5 separate regions of the Mus musculus genome follow, and all the other regions are linked to region 5. A link is a contact called in public Hi-C and promoter capture Hi-C data. All regions are on one chromosome and are shown on one strand. Each heading gives the region's core, a stretch centred on a gene start, on an enhancer-like site or on the middle of the called end of the contact. The rest is flanking DNA. Distances are from core to core; before and after follow the strand shown.

Region 1 (3,058 bases), core at 216-2,715, 340 kb after region 5:
TGTGAACTGTTATATCCACCATGTGGAGAGTGAGGTGCCATTGTTCCAAATCAATATAATTTATGGAAAGAGTGAAACTGAAAGTAAGAAAAGCTGACATTGGGTCATGACCTAGTTTTATTTTTGAGTCTGTGAGAAAAAGATACCCTGGCAAAAACCAACCTGAGGGGAGGAAGGGTTTATTTTAGCTTACATTCCAGATACAGTCCTTGGCAGAAGGGGAGTCAAGGCAGGAAGTGCAACAGCTAGTCCCATCACACCACAGTCAAGAGCAGACAAGAATGAGTGCACTGCCCGCTCACGAGGCTGCTCACCCATGTTTGATCTCCCCACTCTAAGAGTATTCAGGACTCTTACATAGGAAATGGTGTCACCCACACTGGACTGGCTCTTCCCACATCAATTAAGACAACCCCCCACAGACATGTTCAGAGGCCAATCCAATGTAGACATTGGTGCTTTCCTTCCAGGTGATTCTACCATTGGCATTTCGGCCTTTTTCCTCATTATAGCTCCTATTAGTCCTTTTCTTTAAAAATGTTCCTGTATTAATTGTTTTAAGAAGCAACTACATTGAGAACTTGCTAAGTTCTCTAGATGCGGAACAAGACAGCAGAAAGAGTCCAGGTTTGGGGAAGGGCTTGTTTGTACTTTTGTGCAGTTCTGCTCTCTGGCCGTGTGCTGTTGGAGGGGTTACCTCACCTCTCTGAGTGTCTGTGTCTCCATCTGTGGAAATGTAATGGTTCTGGGGACTGTAGGAAAGTGGTACAGAGGGCACATGTAAAATTCTGCACATGGCATTCAGAAGAGCTGTCCCTGCCAGGTGCTCTAGAGGTGGCAAGCTCTTGCCAGACACAGGTAACTGTAAGCTTTTTAGCTACTTTGATGTGGAGCCAGGTCCCCTCCACCCTCCCACCTCTTCTCCCACAGTCCCCAGGGGCCTTTCTCAAGCACATCTGGGAATCTCCTTGCTTAAAAGCCACTGTTGTGAGGAAAACAATATAAAAAATATCTCATTCCTCATTAAAAACCTATCATGTTGGGCTGGAGAGATGTCTCAGAGGTTAAGAGCACTGACTGCCCTTCTGAAGGTTCTGAGTTCAAATACCAGCAACCACATGGTGGCTCACAAACATCTGTAATGAGATCTGACTCCATCTTCTGGAGTGTCTGAAGACAGCTACAATGTACTCACATATAATAAATAAATAAATCTTTTGTTTTTTAAAGAACCTATGATGTCTCCTGTTAGCTATGGAAGCTCAGAGACGTGGGAGCTGGAGCTGGGCTGGAACCTTGGTGTGTGAGGGGGAAGTTGCCTCTCAGGGGTTTCCAGCAAGGATGAGTCTTATCTATGAGTCAGAGTTTGTGATTGGTCAAAAGTCCTTAGGAACAGTGTATGCTTCTGGCACCTTCCGAATGGCATATGGGCTCACTTCTGCCCCAGACTCCCACCCCCGGAGGCTGGAAGTTACTATGTATAGACAGAGAAGACTCATGGAGCCCTGCAAAGCCTACAGATCTATTGGCTGGGGCCTATGGGAGGGATTTGCTTTTTACATCTCAGAAGGGATCCAGTGTGGTGCAGGACTCAGACCAGAGGCACTAAATGGAAGGACTGAGCTGATGGTTCTTGCTGGGAGCTAGGGCCAGCTCGTGAGAGAGAGTTGCTGCTGTAGAGGCCCAGAGTAGTTAGGTGCTCTGCTGTCCAGGAACATTTCTGGTGGAACTTTTCAGCCAGACCCAACAAAGCCAGATTCCTAAATCAAGCTTGTTCAATCCAGATGGCTTCCTTAGCCTTGACAGAAGGGCTTGGGAGTGTGTGTGTGTGTGTGTGTGTGTGTGTGTGTGTGTGTGTGTGTGTGTAGGAAGGTGGCGTTTTTTAATCTAGGCTTCTTTTTGTTTGTTTATTTATTTACTCACTTTTAGGTCTTTAATAGTCCCTTTGTGGCCTTTCTTGGTTCAAACATACTTTTTACCTTTCTTAAGCTTTAATCTAGGAAAGAAAAAGCATCAAAGGTCTCCTGTGTTGGAGAGCAGTTGGAATCTCTTTGCTGACAAGATCTTGTGGTGGCACTTGCTTCCAAACTTGAATATGGACAGATATGTCTGTAAGCCAGGGAGAACCCTATGACAGGCAGGGGAGATGGTTTAGGGATAAAATACCCTCAGAACAAACATTAAGACCTGAATTCAGATCCCTAGTACTTAAAGCAAAACCAGACACAGAATGCACGACCCCATAGTCCCTGTGCTGGGCAGACAGACACAGGGAGATCCCTGGGGGGGGTCACTAGCCAGTCAATCTAGCCAATCAGTGAGCTCCAGGTCTAGTGGAAACATCCAACACCAGCCTCTGGCTTTGACAGACAGACAGACAGACAGACAGACAGACACACACACACACACACACACACACACACACACACACACACACACACACACAGAGAGAGAGAGAGAGAGAGAGAGAGAGAGAGAGAGAGAGGATTCCTCTTGCCCACTTTAAGAGAGCTCTATGCTCTGCCGATATAGAGCTCTGACACAAAATAAGCTGGCTTTGTTCAACAATCACCTAGAAATATGATCGTCTTAAATGCCCACTCTAACACAGATGGCCATTTTGCATAGGAAGGACCAAGGCTTAGTTTTAGGAACTCTCCTGGGGACACTCAGATGTGACTATTGATGTGGCAACTCTCTTTCTTGCCTGGTGCAGATTTTTCTGAGAAGCTGAAACTCAATGAAGTGTTCCAAAAGAAATGAAGTGGAGAAAGCAAGTGGCGGGGAGAGGTGCCCTGGTTCACCTAGGAGGCTGGTGCATTAGAACCTCTCTGCTAGCTGCACAGCTCTCGCCAAGTAAAGATGTGGGACCCTACTCCAGGCTAAACAGCTTAGACTCTCCACACATGAAAGGTGTCAGGTGGTGTGTGTGTGCGTGTGTGCTTCATATATACCCATAGGTCAGAAGACAATGTGTGGGAGTCTGTTCTCTCTCTCTCTCTACCATGTAGGTCTGAGGGGTCGAACTCAGCTTCTCAGGTTTGGGAACAAGTGCCTT
Region 2 (3,129 bases), core at 30-2,529, 310 kb after region 5:
TTGCCACAGACTTGTCTACCACCCAATCTGTTGGAGGCATTTTCTCAACTGAAGAGCCTTCTTCCTAGATGACCCTAGCATGTGTCAAGCTGACAGAAATTCTGTCAGTACAGGAAATTTCTGAGTTGGGGTACAGTGATCTCCCTTGGTTTGCTGGAAACAGTTAAACCAAGAGGTGAAGAGGAGAGGGAACCCTTGGTGATGCTCATATTCTGCTCTAACACTGCAGGGATTACACTATCAGAACTTTTAGGGTGGGAGCCCAAACCCTGGCAGCCCTAACAACTAGGCACATCTGCCCCTGCTGCTGTTATCCAGGCTGACTTAGTGGACATACTAGTAAAACACAGAAAAATTATGTTTATGCATTGAAAAGAGAAACAAAGAGGTCCAGAGAGCTCCTCCCAAGTCCATTTTCAGATCGTAAAGAGAAATTTGGGGTTAAAATAGAGGGCAAACTTGTACAGGTAAGCAGTCATGGTCAAGGTGAGGTCCTGCCCTTCATCATGGTCTCAGCTGGCCTCAGCTGGTCTCTGCTGGTCTCAGCTGGTCTCAGTTGGAAGCTGCCTGACAAGCTGTCAATCTCTTGGAGACAAGATCCCAATTGGTTCCTTTGGCTGGTACCAAGCTTCCAGGCTTCTCATTGTCCTAGAATGGAAATCCTGGGGAAATTCCAATTTCTTGGAGTTTGTTGCCTCAGTAGTTTGACAGCCAAAAGTTGGGGCACAAGTGTCTCAATGGAACATTTCCGCTGGATGCTTACAGCTGTGGTTGTTTTGTTTTGATGGCCTCTGGACCACACACACCAGCTGTACAGCAGACTCCAGCCTTTTCTGCTCCAGGCTCTGAGGGTGGTGGGATAAGAAGAGGTGGTTCTGATGCAGTCAGTCAGAAAAATCACACAGCGAGAAACAGACCCTGAAACTGAAGCCCTCTGGAATATGCAGCCACATGAGCCTCTTGAACATCACTGCGTTGAAAGTTCCAGAATGATCTCTGTTGAATAGAACCACCGAGAATCAAGCTACTAAGGCAGTGAACTCCAAGAAATTGGGATTTCCCCAGGACTTCCATTCTAGGACAATGAAAAGACTGGAAGCTTGGTACCAGCCGGAGGAGCCAGTTCTGATCTTGTGTTTGTGATGTCAAAGGTTTGATGTTGGGCTTGTCAGGTGATGCGCTTCAGGAAGTTGTCTGTTTCACCATCCCAGATATGCCCCAGATGTTTACAGGCTGTCCACTATTTGTGGGGCTCTGTGCTCCCAAGCAGAAAGGGGCAGTGAACCAGAGAAGAGCAGAAAGGCCCAGCTGCCAGCTTAGTCTACATCCATGCCTCCCTCTGTGGTCTATGCACATCAAAGGCATGCTAATGCAGGGAAACACAGTTTTCAAAGTCTACCTCCCTGGGTGGGTGCTTTCTTTTATGTCATGAAATAACAGGGCAACGGGAAACCTGTGGCTTTGTATTTGCCTCCTGTGGTGCAAAGTCCCAGAGATGTGAAGTGTCATGCAGAGTCCTCTCACAGAGGATATGAGATGAAAAGGAGACCGGACAGTAGGTGCCAGCCCTATAGAAGGACTGTGGGTGCTGAGGGTGACTAAGGGTCCCTTCCCCTTCAGGGCTGACCACAAGTTAAATGATTTTATCAAGAGCAGTGCTGCAGTGTTTCTGGAAGCCTGGAGGCTTCGGTTTTTGTGACAAGGAAGTGCTAGGGCTGCATGGAATCTCCAAGTCAAAACTCTTACCAGCTACACTTAGGGGAGCAACACCCAAGCTCTCTGTAGTTAACAAGCTTGACTCTGCTCTGCTCTCTGAACTTCCTGAAGAAACAGAGCCAGCTTTGGGTCTGATACGCTGTCCAGTGCTGTGCTGTGCTGTGCTGTGCTGTGCTGTGCTGTGCTGTGCTGTCCTGTGCTGTGCTGTCCTGTGCTGTGCTGTGCTGTGCTGTGCTGTCCTGTGCTGTGCTGTGCTGTGCTGTGCTGTGCTGTGCTGTGCTGTGCTGTGCTGTGCTGTGCTGTCCTGTGCTGTGCTGTCCTGTCCTGTGCTGTGCTGTGCTGTGCTGTGCTGTGCTGTCCTGTGCTGTGCTGTGCTGTGCTGTGCTGTCCTGTCCTGTGCTGTGCTGTCCTGTGCTGTGCTGTCCTGTGCTGTGCTGTGCTGTCCTGTGCTGTGCTGTGCTGTGCTGTGCTGTGCTGTGCTGTGCTGTGCTGTCCTGTGCTGTGCTGTGCTGTCCTGTGCTGTGCTGTGCTGTGCTGTGCTGTCCTGTGCTGTCCTGTGCTGTGCTGTGCTGTCCTGTGCTGTCCTGTGCTGTGCTGTGCTGTCCTGTCCTGTGCTGTGCTGTCCTGTGCTGTCCTGTGCTGTGCTGTGCTGTGCTGTGCTGTGCTGTCCTGTGCTGTGCTGTCCTGTGCTGTGCTGTCCTGTGCTGTGCTGTGCTGTCCTGTCCTATCCTGTGTGTCCTGTGTTGTCCTGTGCTGTGCTGTCCTGTCCTATCCTGTGCTGTCCTGTGTTGTCCTGTGCTGTCCTGTGCTGTCCTGTCCTGTGCTGTGCTGTGCTGTGCAGCGCTATGCTGCGCTGTCCTGTGCTGTGCTGTGCTGTGCTGTGCTGTGCTGTGCTGTGCTGTGCTGTCCTGTGCTGTGCTGTGCTGTGCTGTGCTGTGCTGTGCTGTGCTGTGCTGTGCTGTGCTGTGCTGTGCTGTCCTGTCCTGTCCTATCCTGTGTGTCCTGTGTTGTCCTGAGCTGTGCTGTCCTGTCCTATCCTGTGCTGTCCTGTGCTGTCCTGTCCTGTCCTGTGCTGTGCTGTGCTGTGCTGTTCTCTCTCTCTCTCTCTCTCTCTCTCTCTCTCTCTCTCTCTCTCTGTGTGTGTGTGTGTGTGTGTATGTGTGTGTAGGATTTCAGTGGTATGTTGGGGCAAGCCTGGGTCCTGGAACTTAAGAGTCCTAAACCTAAATGTAAGCCATTTTATAGGGGGGAGAAAAATCAAAAAACAAAAAACCCCAAAACAACCCCGCCCCCCATAGCTTCATTCCGAGTTTTGGGTTAGCCATATTGGCAACATCATCTCCCACTTTTTTTTCTGTAGCCTCACTTCACTTGAAAACATAGGGGGGTTTGATCTGACTTATATCACTGTCC
Region 3 (3,273 bases), core at 496-2,995, 480 kb after region 5:
AGAACACTGACTGCTCTGCTAGAGGTCCTGAGTTCAATTCCCAGTTACTACATGGTAGCTCACAACCATCTGTAATGGGATCAAGGCATTCTTCTGGTGTGTCTGAAGACAGCAGCAGTGTACTCATATAAATAAAAGAGAGAAATATTTGAGAACGAGAAGCTGAAATTATACCTGAAGTAAGAGTCTCCCTGTCTCTCTGTCTCTCTCTCTGGCAGGTGTGTTTTCTAAAAAATTAAATAAGCCGGGTGTGGTGGCACACACCTTTAATCCCAGCACTCGGGAGGCAGAGGCAGGCGGATTTCTGAGTTCCAGGCCAGCCTGGTCTACAAAGTGAGTTCCAGGACAGCCAGGGCTATAAAGAGAAACCCTGTCTCGAAAAACCAAAATAAATAAATAAATAAATAAATAAATAAATAAATAAATAAATAGATAAATAGAAATAAATAGCTGTCCCATTTTAAAAAAAGCCTGAGGCCAGGGCTCACACCAGTTCAGAAAGTAGCAATAGTTTCTGGTCTCTGTTTTATTCTTTGTTTTGTTTGTTTTCATAGCTGAGCCAATCTCTTTTTGAGATTCTTAGGCCTGTCCATGTTTAACTCTATGAAGTTCAATTTAAAGACCTTGAGAGATTTGCTCAAGTCAAGTTCAATCAAAAGGGAGAAATTATATGAAACCAACACAAGGCTACACACACACACACACACACACACACACACACCATACTAACCCCAAGTTCTGATTTACTAAGTAGGTCCGGTGAGATGACTCACGAGATAAAAGTCCCTGTTGCCGGGCCTGATGACCTGAGCTCCATCCCTAGAGTCCACATGGTGGAAGGATGGTGGAAGGAGAGCTGACTCCAGCAGGCCATTTTCAGATGCACTTGTGTGCATTGGTGCACACACATAAATAAATAAATAAACAAACAAACAAACAAATAAATAAAACTGCCAGGCCATTTTCAGATGCACTTGTGTGCATTCGTGCACACACACAAATAAATAAATAAATAAATAAACAAACAAACAAACAAACAAAACTGCCAGGCACCTCTCTTGGCAGCCTGTTCCACGCTATCTATTGACCATTAATGTTTGTTTCAGATGACTCAGTCACCAAATGGGAAGCAATGTCTAGCAACTCTTTCATCATAAAAGCCACTTTGAGACATTTTAAAATGAAGAAGTACTCCCCTTCCCCCTTCTCCACTCCTATCAACTGTCTTGGCTACACGTTAAGAGCGAACGAAGCTCTTAATGGTCACCAAATAGTCAAGTAACCTAGAAAGTGACTTGCTGCCTCCTAGAAGGGACTGGAACTGATAATCAGGGAAAACAAAAAAACAAACGCCCTGCTCCAGACGCCTGGCAGCCAGGAAGGCGGGGTTAGGTCTGAACTGGGAAAATGGAAATCGAGCAATACTCACAATCATTATAAAGGTGCCCAGGAACTCAGAGAGTGTCTCCTTAGCCAGACAGCTCTTCAGGGCCAGCCTCTGCACGAGGTTCTTCTTGGCTCGGTCCTTCTCAGAAGGCATCTTGGGGTTTCTGCCAGAGGTAAGCTTTCCACCAAGGTCTGCTCGCTCAGTTTCCTGCCTTCACTACCACATGAAAACCAAACCAAACAAAAAAGAATTTTAAAAAAACCAAGCTCACTTAGCTCTGCACGGATCTCTGGAGGCGACTAAAGAGATACCTGACTGTGTCAGAGAGCCTGTCCTAATTAGGAACTGTGACTTAATCCTTGTCTGCCTCTGCTGTCAGCCCCTCCCTCCCTCCCAGCTCATTGCTATTTGTTTGCATTAATGAGTTATAATTCCAAATCCTCAAAATGACTCTTTTTGTACTTGACAGATTAATCATTACCTTTATTCTCTGTTCTCTGGCTACTTTTTCTCTGTTGGCTTTCTTTCTTTTTTTTTTTTTTTTCCAGGAGATGAGAAAAGAGATGCTACGTTGGTTGGGTTGCCAAACCAGAGATGGGCCTTGGTCCAGAAGAGATTTACCTGTTACACAACTTCAGCCTTCTGATGATTTGTTTTCTCCTATTCGGAAGTGGGCAGTTTGGGTGTAATTTAGAATAGTTCAATCAGGTATAGACACCTTCACTGTGAACATTCTCTCCTGAAGGTTTTCTTCCAAACTGGAGAGTGTAAGGGAAAGAGACTAGGCTGGCTCTAGTAGTGCCTCGGGGAGTTCATGGGACTGCTGGAGTCTTTCTGAAGGGCTCCAGAAATAACTAAATTAACTTATGGAAGGGCAGTTTAAAGGCTCCGAAATGTAAGTTTATGGGGCATTGGGTTAGTGCTGCCTTTAATCCCAGCGCTGGGGGTAGGGTGGGGGGTGAGGTGTGTGTGTGTGTGTGTGTGTGTGTGTGTGTGTGCAGAGACAGGTTGATCTCTGTGAGTTCAAGGGCCCAGCCTGGTCTACATGAGTTCCAGGACAGTTGGGGCTATATAGAGAAACCCTGTCTTGAGAGGAAAAAAGGGGGGGGAGGAGGGAGGGAGGGAAAGAGGGGGGAGGGGAGGGGAGGGTGTTAAGGTGTTTATGGGACAAGATGGGAACTCCCTCTTGTTCACTGAAGTGGTCTCCCTATCTGGTAAACAGAGTTTAGGATTCAAGAATCAGAAAGATAGAGAAAGCAGAGGACTGGAATTCTAGCCCTCTGACCAGTCAATCCCATCCCAGTTAAAGAAGAGAGGAGTAACTATGCCCCACTAAGGTATCTAGTTTAAATCTGATGAATTAACATCCTCACAGGCAACAGACTACATCTTATAATAGCTTCTTGACCTGATCAATAAGCAAGCCCTGATTTCCAAAGCTGGTTTGTCTGAAAAGACGGAATTGGAGGCAGTAGTCTCTAAACACCCCCAGGCAGTCCACTGACTTGAACCCATGCTATGCTCCCTCCCTCCCTCCCTCCCTCCCACCCTCCTTCCCTCCCTCAGAGCAGCCTGCCCAGTTCCCAGTCTTCTTTGGGGCCCTCCTCTACCTTTGCAGGAGGCCCTCAATCATTTCCAGCTGAGGAGGCAGGCTGGAAGGGGTGAGGGGAGGCTGTGAGCAGAGCAGCTGGGAAGAGCCCAGAGGCAGGATCAAACACCTAAGCTGCAGGTAAAGTTTACAGTTCAGACCGAAGAGGTCAATACTATAAATTTAAAAAATAAATAAATAAAAAACAATCTAGCATTTCGACTTTAATTCCTGATTAAATGGTCATGATGAGGATGTAGCTGAAACACCCAGAAGTTTGCTTTAACTCCTGGTTAGG
Region 4 (3,318 bases), core at 82-2,581, 470 kb before region 5:
CTGCAGCATTTCCTACCCACCACTGTAACACACGGAATTGTTCCTCCTGAACTTTGACCTCAACCTCTTTCACATAATTAGGTTTCCTGGGTCCTTCTCTGTTGCAGGGTGTATCAGCATTCGCTCCTTTTCCTGGTTTGGCCATAGTCCTCTGAAGGTATGCACCACATTAAAACAAAGAGCAAAACTCGTCCTAGCCAAGATGATTTGATTTTTTACTATCCGTTGCAACTCTAGGATCCTAGGTTCACGTGAATGGGGACGACCGAATCTCAAGATTTTCTGTGCTCTTTTCTTCCTGAACTCTTCTTCCTCAGATCCTGGGAGCGCAGCCCCGCAGAGGCCCTGCGAGTTTACTTCCTCAGTCTTCCCTTTCACCAGGAGTCAGACTCCCTAATACTGTTTTAGGAATCCCCGTTCCCCTCTCTCCTAGGCTACCTGGCTTCCTGAAACCGGACACCGCGAGGACCAAGGTCTCTGTCTCTCTCTTTTCTTCTTCTTCTTCTTCTTCTTCTTCTTCTTCTTCTTCTTCTTCTTCTTCTTCTTCTTCTTCTTCTTCTTCTTCTTCTTCTTCTTCTTCTCCTTCTCCTTCTCCTTCTCCTTCTCCTTCTCCTTCTCCTTCTCCTTCTCCTTCTCCTTCTCCTTCTCCTTCTCCTTCTCCTTCTCCTTCTCCTTCTCCTTCTCCTTCTCCTTCTCCTTCCTCCTCTCTCTCTCTCTCTCTCTCTCTCTCTCTCTCTCTCTCTCTCTCTCTCTCCCTCTCTCTCTCTCTCTCTCTCTCTCCCCCCCCTCCCTCCCTCCCTTCCTCTCCCTTCCCAAGGAAATTAATTCAGGTACAAAAGACGGGTGGAGGAAGTATTTTCGACTTCCCTCACAATCCAGAAAGAAAAAAAAAAGAGAGAAAGAGAGAAAGAGAGAGAGAAGAAAAGAAAAAGGATTTCCTTTGAGCTGCGACTTTGTGATCTTTTAAGCAGTTAAAAATATTTCTTTAAAAAAAAGAATCTAGGAAAATCATGCGACTTGTGAGTGGGAGCTAAGTCGATGCTAAGTTTCTCCGTAAAGAGAAGCGACAGGAGCGCGGTTTCCTAACCTCCCCAAGTGTTTTCATCCCTTCGGTTTGGGGGTGGCTCCCTGGGGACGGCTAGGACAGCGGCGCGCTCTGCGGGGTAGCGAGGCCGCAGGACTACAGGATCCAGAGGCCTTTGTAAACTCTTGTAGTTCACGCTTGTTGGCTACCTCGGCTTCCCTGAGGAGTGACGCTGCGAAAACAAATTCTGATTGGTCAGGCCTGTGCTGAATTCTCCATTTATGGACAGATTGCCCGGCCCGAGCCCAGCCTGAGCCAGAGAAGAGTTCGGATTAAGTGTTAAGAGAAAGCGGGTCCAGGCAAAGCAGTTGGACAAGCAATCCCGCAGAGCGCATCAGGGTGCATCTCTAGACAGTTGGGGATCGCCAGGTCTGAGTGTGCACCGGGTCTGCTAAGTTTTGCCTTCACCTAGCGTTTCGGATCCCGCCTGGATGGAGTCCCTCTTGGATTTCCATTGGCTCCTGTGAGTGCTTGGGTGTCGGGAGCTTGTTTTTTGGCGAAGGGAACCAACTTTTGAAGTTCGCCCAGGAGACCGCGTTCCAGCCTCAGTGCCTAGGCAGCGGGACCCGGCGGAGGCGCGACCGCGGCGGGAGTCACCATGGTGAGTTGGCTGCGCCGCGTCCCAGGACGCCTGACCCTGGGATGGGGCAGGAAGCCCCGGAGCGGGCACCTACCTTGGGCAAGCTGCCCAGGCCAGGGGGTGGAGAAGGTGGACGCGGGAGTGTGCACTTCTGGAGCGCTGATTTCCTGCTGTTTGCTGTAAACCGGGTCTTAAACGGGAAGAGGGAGAGAGGAGGGACAAGAAAAACTCTCTGGAGTGACTTTCTGCGCCGCGAAAGTTTTGGTGCCAATGTTGTTGTGGCTGCCAGCTGTCTGAAGCTTGAGAGTGGGCACGTCTGTTTTCACCGGCACAGCCGTGGGACCGGAGACTTTTTTCTCCTCTAGAGAAGGTGAGGGGCACGCCTGTGTCCCTCGGGTCCTCTCCCCTGGGCAGGCACTGGCGTGAGCTCCCTGGCAGGCTGATCCCGCAGTTGTTCTCCTGGCATTGGGGAGGACCTAGGCAGCCCCGCCTGCGCTGGTGATGGGCCGAGCGCTGCACAAAGGCAGGCAGGGGCGCCAGGTACTGCGGAGCACCTGGCGGTGGCCCGGGCTGCAGGGACTCTGACGACAGCGCGCAGCGGCAGCCAAACTGGCCGGGAGCCCAGGCCTGTAGGGTCCCTGTGTAGGGTAAACACCTCCTGAGGAGGGCCCCACCCGGTCCCCAGCTCGAGAGGACCGCCACCCTCTCGGAGATCGTTCCTGGTTTTGTTCTTTCCCACTTGGTACTTGGGGGAGTGTCTGGGTTGGACAGCCTCTCTGTAACTCATTTGAGACTAAGTCCCCAGCCCAGCCACCCTCCTCTCTCAATCCCAAATAACCTTAGCCACATCCCCTGGGCTTTGCCGTGGTGTGGCTTTCCTACTGAAGGACAAAAACAAAGATTGAATTTTAGAGACATTGCCAGCCACCCGGACCGAAAGGGGGGGGACTTTAAAAACTTAAAAAAAAAACTTTTAAAAGGTTTTAGAAGGCTTCAAAGTTTCCACACTTGCTTCGTGGTGGAGGAGCTTGTCCTCCTGGCTTTCTCATTGTTTACTGGCGGTGAGGGTGAAGCTTACTAAAAAAGATGCCTAGCATAGCGCTGGCTTGAGAAATCTGTATCCCAGATCCCCAGCGCCAAGCATCCGCAGCGCACGCCCGGGTAGAACCCACATTCAGTTCACAAACAGTCCTTGCCCCCCCGCGCTGTTTATTCAAAAGAATGATTTTAAAAACAAACGAAACCTTTAAAGGGCATCCTGGCCCCAAGCTTTTACTTTCCACATAGTTCAAAATTATGTCACCTTTGCCCCTGAGAGAGAATACTTCATTTATAAATAAGCTTCCCCCGCCAGTTTCGAGGTTTCAGAAGTCAGTCCACCCTCATGGTGTGCCTCATGGGTGGAGTTTCTCCAGCCTCTGACCGCTTGAACTTGAACAGTGATAGTCCTGGTGCCTAAGAATTGCTGTAATTACTTTCCGTGGTTCAATATTTCTAAAAAAAACCCAAAATCAATGTGTTTATGGCCAAGGACTTAAAGAATTTTACTGTATGTAATTGCTTAAGTGCTACCTTGAGAAAAATCCTTTGTTAAACTCACTTTTTTTTGGCTGCGTAGACCCTAAATTAGCCTGTGATGCCCTTTCCAGAGACG
Region 5 (3,390 bases), core at 23-2,522:
GTTCTGACTGCAGTATTGAGTTTAGTAATGTGAAGCAAAACAACAATTCATTTTTCAAAACAATTAAAATAAGTATATTCCTTAAGTAAGGTGTGACGGTGCATGGAAGATGGGAGGAATCAGAAGTTCATGTTTACCCTTGGCCTCATAACCACTCAAAGAATAACCTGGGATAATTAGATGAGAGATGGGAGATGGGGGTGGGAAAAGTATTCTCATCTTTATTTCTGTTTTCTTTAAAAACCACATTATCTACATTAACAATGTAGGTTGTAGAAAATATATAGGGCGGAAGTAAAAGGTTTGCAATTTATTCTTATTATCAATAATATAAACTCATATTCTTTGAGTCAACCGAAGCAGAGTTAAGTATGATGAAGACGTTGTAGTTCTTTTTTTTTTTCATTTATTCATTCGCGTTACATCCGAAGAGCAGCCCCGCTCCTCTCCTCCCAGTCCCACCCTTACAAATCCCTCCTCCCATTACTCCTAAAGTTGTAGTTCTTGAATACGAGTATAAAGAATCAAAGCGAGTAAATGAGAAGTCAAATACCGGTTTTGTAGAAGTTGGCATGAAGGAGGTATGAGGGAAACAGACTAACAAGCGAGCATTTTCTGAGCTGGAGACTAAGGACCACCGGCTTATTTATTTATTTATTTATTATTATGGCTAAGGCCTAGTAGGTGACATACATTTGCTAATGGTTCGGGAAGATACCCCTTTGGGTATTTTTTTCTTCCTGTTGGATCTTTCCTTTTATGTTCCCATCAGAGCTGTGTATCGCGGCTAAAATCATGGTTTGCTGGGACTGCTTTTGTTTACTTGGCAGCTGCAGAGCTTCAAAAGAAACAGATAGAGAAGCAAGGAAAACCTCTAGTTTTTTGGAGGCGAAGAAGCCGAAAGCCCTTCTTGACAGCTTCGGGGTAGGGTGTGATTCCAAGAGACAGTCCTTAACAGCTGGAAGAACCAGGTAGCACTTTCACAGGGAAAAGAGCGCTCCCGCCCGGGGCGGTGGGCGGAGTCTCCAGCGGCCCCGCCCTCCCAGGCCAATCCCTGCTCTCCGCCAGCGGACAGGAAGCAGCGGCGGGGCCTAGCGGCCCGGGCGCTCGCCTCGGCACGCATGCGCATTATCCCGGGGCGCTTGGGGGAGCAGGGCGGGGCGGGAGGCAGGGGTGCGGCCTCGCGAGTGTATTGGGTGCCGTCGCGTCACGTGGCGAGAAAGGAGGCGGAGGGCCGCGGCTCAGGGAAGGGGCTGAGACCAGGCGAAGAGCGAGGGCAGGGAAGCGGGGAAGGGAGGAAGGAAGAGGCCGAGGGGGAGGGAGGGCCCTGTTTTGGCGGAGCAGGGCGCGCGGCTGGGCCCCTGAAGTGGAGCGAGAGGGAGGCGCTTCGCCGGGTGCCACTGCCGGGGAGGCTCGTCGGGACCCAGCGCCGGTCGCGGCTCCCTCAGGATCGATGCACCGCGGTTAACCCGTGAGGAGGCGGCGGCCGGGGAAGATGGTGTTGCCGACAGTGTTAATTCTGCTCCTCTCCTGGGCGGCGGGGCTGGGAGGTGAGACACGACCCCGGGCGGCGACGGAGCGGCGGTCGGTCGGGCCGAGCGCAGCGTCGCGGAGCCGGGCCGCGCGTGTCAGGTCTCCTCGGCTTCTGTCAGCTCTCTCAGCTCGCCTCAGCCGACCCCGAGCGACGCTCCCCGCGCGCTATTGTCCCTCGCGCGCCCCGACCGCGCTCCCGCCGGCGGCGGCCCGAGCAGGCTGCGGAGCCCCGGGCCAGGCCTTCCCCGCCCCCACGGCCCGGCGGCCCTGCCTGCCCGGCTTCTCGCGCCGCTTTCCCCGGGAGCGGCGGAGCCCAGGCCAGCCGCCCTCGCGCACTCCGCAGCCACCTCAGCCCTGCCGGGGTCCGAGCCCCGGGACCGCGCAGACTCGCAGCAACTTGCGAGGTTGGCAGCGCGGCGGGAGCATTGTTCTGCAAGCGAGCGAGCGGACCCGGGCCGGGTGTCGGACGCCGGTGTGCGTGTCCCACCCGAGTGCCTTCCCTCCGCCTCGTGCTCTTTTCGGAGTGTTTGTAGCCAGCGCGCCGGAGGTTGTGTGTGTGTGTGTGTCTGTCGTTCTGTCTGTCTGTCTTCTGTCTCCCCGGGGCAAGACTTTAGTTGACTGAGGAGAAGGGCAAGCCGTTTTAGGATGCTCTTCGATCCATCTGTCTTTTTGAGTTGAGTCCACAGAGAAGCAAGACCGACCCTTCCTGGGCGAACCAACTTGCAGAGTTTTCTTAAACTCTCAGGTGGAGCAGACGTACTGCTTAGTCAGAGGATTGTCAGGGCTGTGCTCCCTCCCCCTGCAAATTGGAGTTCACTGTTGCTTCAAGTTTCCTGATGCTTCGGGTTTGAGACAGCGGTATTTCATTCCCAGGCTTTCCTAGGACAGGTTGCATGATTATTTTGTTCCTATGAGAAAGTGCTTTACCATAGGTAAGCTAATTTGCCGCCCAAGTGTCTGGAGAGAGGTTAGCTTAAAAGCATTGAATTGGAAACAACCCCCAGAACTTCCAGGGGTGCTTCGGATGGTTGTCAGCAGCCTAATTTGATACTTTAGAAAATATCCTAGTGTTTTCTGTAGTGTATTGTCTGTGTTCATCCCTTTGTCTCATTGACTTAAACTGCAGGACCCAGCCTATTTTTGTCTGGCATTCTGCTTACTCTGAAGTTGGTTTTGTGTACTCAGTTTCTGTTGTTGTGTGTACTATTCATTTATTAAGTACACATTTTAGATGACAGCCACTAATAGATGCTTATTTTTGTTTTGTTTTTGTTTTTTGTTTTTTTTAAGAACCAGATTGCAGACCGTTTGTAAAGAGCCTCTTTATTTAACATTTGTATTTCTGTAACACGGCTTATAGTCCTGGCTGGCTGTTTTCACTTTTTGTGATTATGGTCAGGAATTAGACACTGTTCTCTATGAGGTAATAAAATCTAAGTTAAATGTGATACACTTTGATAAGTAGTGATACAAAATGCCTTTTATTAAGGAAAACTAAAACCAATGTGGCCTGTTGTTTGGGGAAAAAAGTAAATTAACAGCATAAGCATTGTGGGTGAAGAGTTTTATTCAGATCTTTGGAGTTTCTTTCTGCACTAAGTAATGATTCAAAGGCCAGGTTTTGTTGTGCTTCTGCTAAAAACTTAAAAAAAAAATAAAAGTTTTCACTTAAGTATTATGTCAAATTTGTAATACTTGAGTATGTAGGTATATTTATAATTTGGGGCTGTGGAATGTAGCCCAGTGGCAATTGCCTAGCAAGGCCATGCAAGGCTTTGGATTCAACATCTCTGTTTAAGGCCCAAAACTCCTCCTATGTTTATTTGTAACTCATTATACTATATGCTGGGTTTTTTT

What was found. Promoter capture Hi-C pulls out the DNA fragments that hold promoters and counts their contacts. Hi-C and Micro-C count contacts between places; a contact is called where the count stands out from the background.
Region 1: a Hi-C map of cerebral cortex shows a contact between it and region 5, with 3 times the contacts expected there. The contact joins the enhancer-like site here to the promoter of Adam10 in region 5. A contact is called at or near these places in 5 of 39 promoter capture datasets (the C10 cell line, cranial neural crest, liver and 1 more), 1 of 15 datasets of contacts at CTCF or cohesin (large pre-B cells), 2 of 484 Hi-C or Micro-C datasets (bone marrow-derived macrophages and cerebral cortex), 14 of 115 datasets of contacts at active chromatin or transcription factors (bone marrow-derived macrophages, craniofacial prominence, embryonic hindbrain and 7 more) and 1 of 9 other capture datasets (adipose tissue).
Region 2: a contact with region 5 is called in a Hi-C map of pro-B cells, with 3 times the contacts expected there. The contact joins the enhancer-like site here to the promoter of Adam10 in region 5. A contact is called at or near these places in 7 of 39 promoter capture datasets (the C10 cell line, embryonic stem cells, hippocampal neurons and 3 more), 1 of 15 datasets of contacts at CTCF or cohesin (large pre-B cells), 2 of 484 Hi-C or Micro-C datasets (adipose-derived mesenchymal stem cells and pro-B cells), 16 of 115 datasets of contacts at active chromatin or transcription factors (acute myeloid leukemia, bone marrow-derived macrophages, embryonic forebrain and 11 more) and 2 of 9 other capture datasets (liver and pancreatic islet).
Region 3: a contact with region 5 is called in a promoter capture Hi-C map of erythroid cells, with 16 times the contacts expected there. The contact joins the promoter of Aqp9 here to the promoter of Adam10 in region 5. A contact is called at or near these places in 10 of 39 promoter capture datasets (the 3T3-L1 cell line, the C10 cell line, the HPC-7 cell line and 7 more), 6 of 484 Hi-C or Micro-C datasets (the G1E-ER4 cell line, bone marrow-derived macrophages, embryonic stem cells and 2 more), 10 of 115 datasets of contacts at active chromatin or transcription factors (astrocytes, bone marrow-derived macrophages, effector CD8 T cells and 4 more) and 5 of 9 other capture datasets (adipose tissue, bone marrow-derived macrophages, embryonic stem cells and 2 more).
Region 4: a contact with region 5 is called in a Hi-C map of cardiomyocytes, with 2.7 times the contacts expected there. The contact joins the promoter of Myo1e here to the promoter of Adam10 in region 5. A contact is called at or near these places in 1 of 39 promoter capture datasets (pre-B cells), 2 of 484 Hi-C or Micro-C datasets (cardiomyocytes and embryonic stem cells) and 1 of 115 datasets of contacts at active chromatin or transcription factors (microglia).

Annotation. Positions count from the first base shown.
Region 1 is chr9:71,014,721-71,017,778 of GRCm38.p6, forward strand. Gm46119 (a long non-coding RNA gene) reads right to left here. Exons shown (of 4, transcript XR_001779225.1): 4 at 1,197-3,058. Among named protein-coding and RNA genes, the nearest start is that of Gm46119, 12 kb to the right of the region's middle. Within about 2 kb of position 1,466, at least 22 of the 459 cell types and tissues checked have an H3K27ac peak or open chromatin away from gene starts, as enhancers often do. A contact at or near this core is called in cerebral cortex and pro-B cells, where this site is marked.
Region 2 is chr9:70,986,087-70,989,215 of GRCm38.p6, forward strand. No RefSeq gene overlaps it. Among named protein-coding and RNA genes, the nearest start is that of Gm32074, 7.3 kb to the left of the region's middle. Within about 2 kb of position 1,280, at least 42 of the 459 cell types and tissues checked have an H3K27ac peak or open chromatin away from gene starts, as enhancers often do. A contact at or near this core is called in pro-B cells, where this site is marked.
Region 3 is chr9:71,161,544-71,164,816 of GRCm38.p6, forward strand. It overlaps Aqp9 (aquaporin 9), which reads right to left and starts at 1,746. Exons shown (of 6, transcript NM_022026.3): 1 at 1,430-1,746. The coding sequence starts at 1,540.
Region 4 is chr9:70,206,019-70,209,336 of GRCm38.p6, forward strand. Myo1e (myosin IE) reads left to right here and starts at 1,332. Exons shown (of 28, transcript NM_181072.3): 1 at 1,332-1,685. The coding sequence starts at 1,683. The region is part of intron 1 of Gm26849 (a long non-coding RNA gene); the gene reads right to left.
Region 5 is chr9:70,677,710-70,681,099 of GRCm38.p6, forward strand. It overlaps Adam10 (a disintegrin and metallopeptidase domain 10), which reads left to right and starts at 1,273. Exons shown (of 16, transcript NM_007399.4): 1 at 1,273-1,550. The coding sequence starts at 1,496.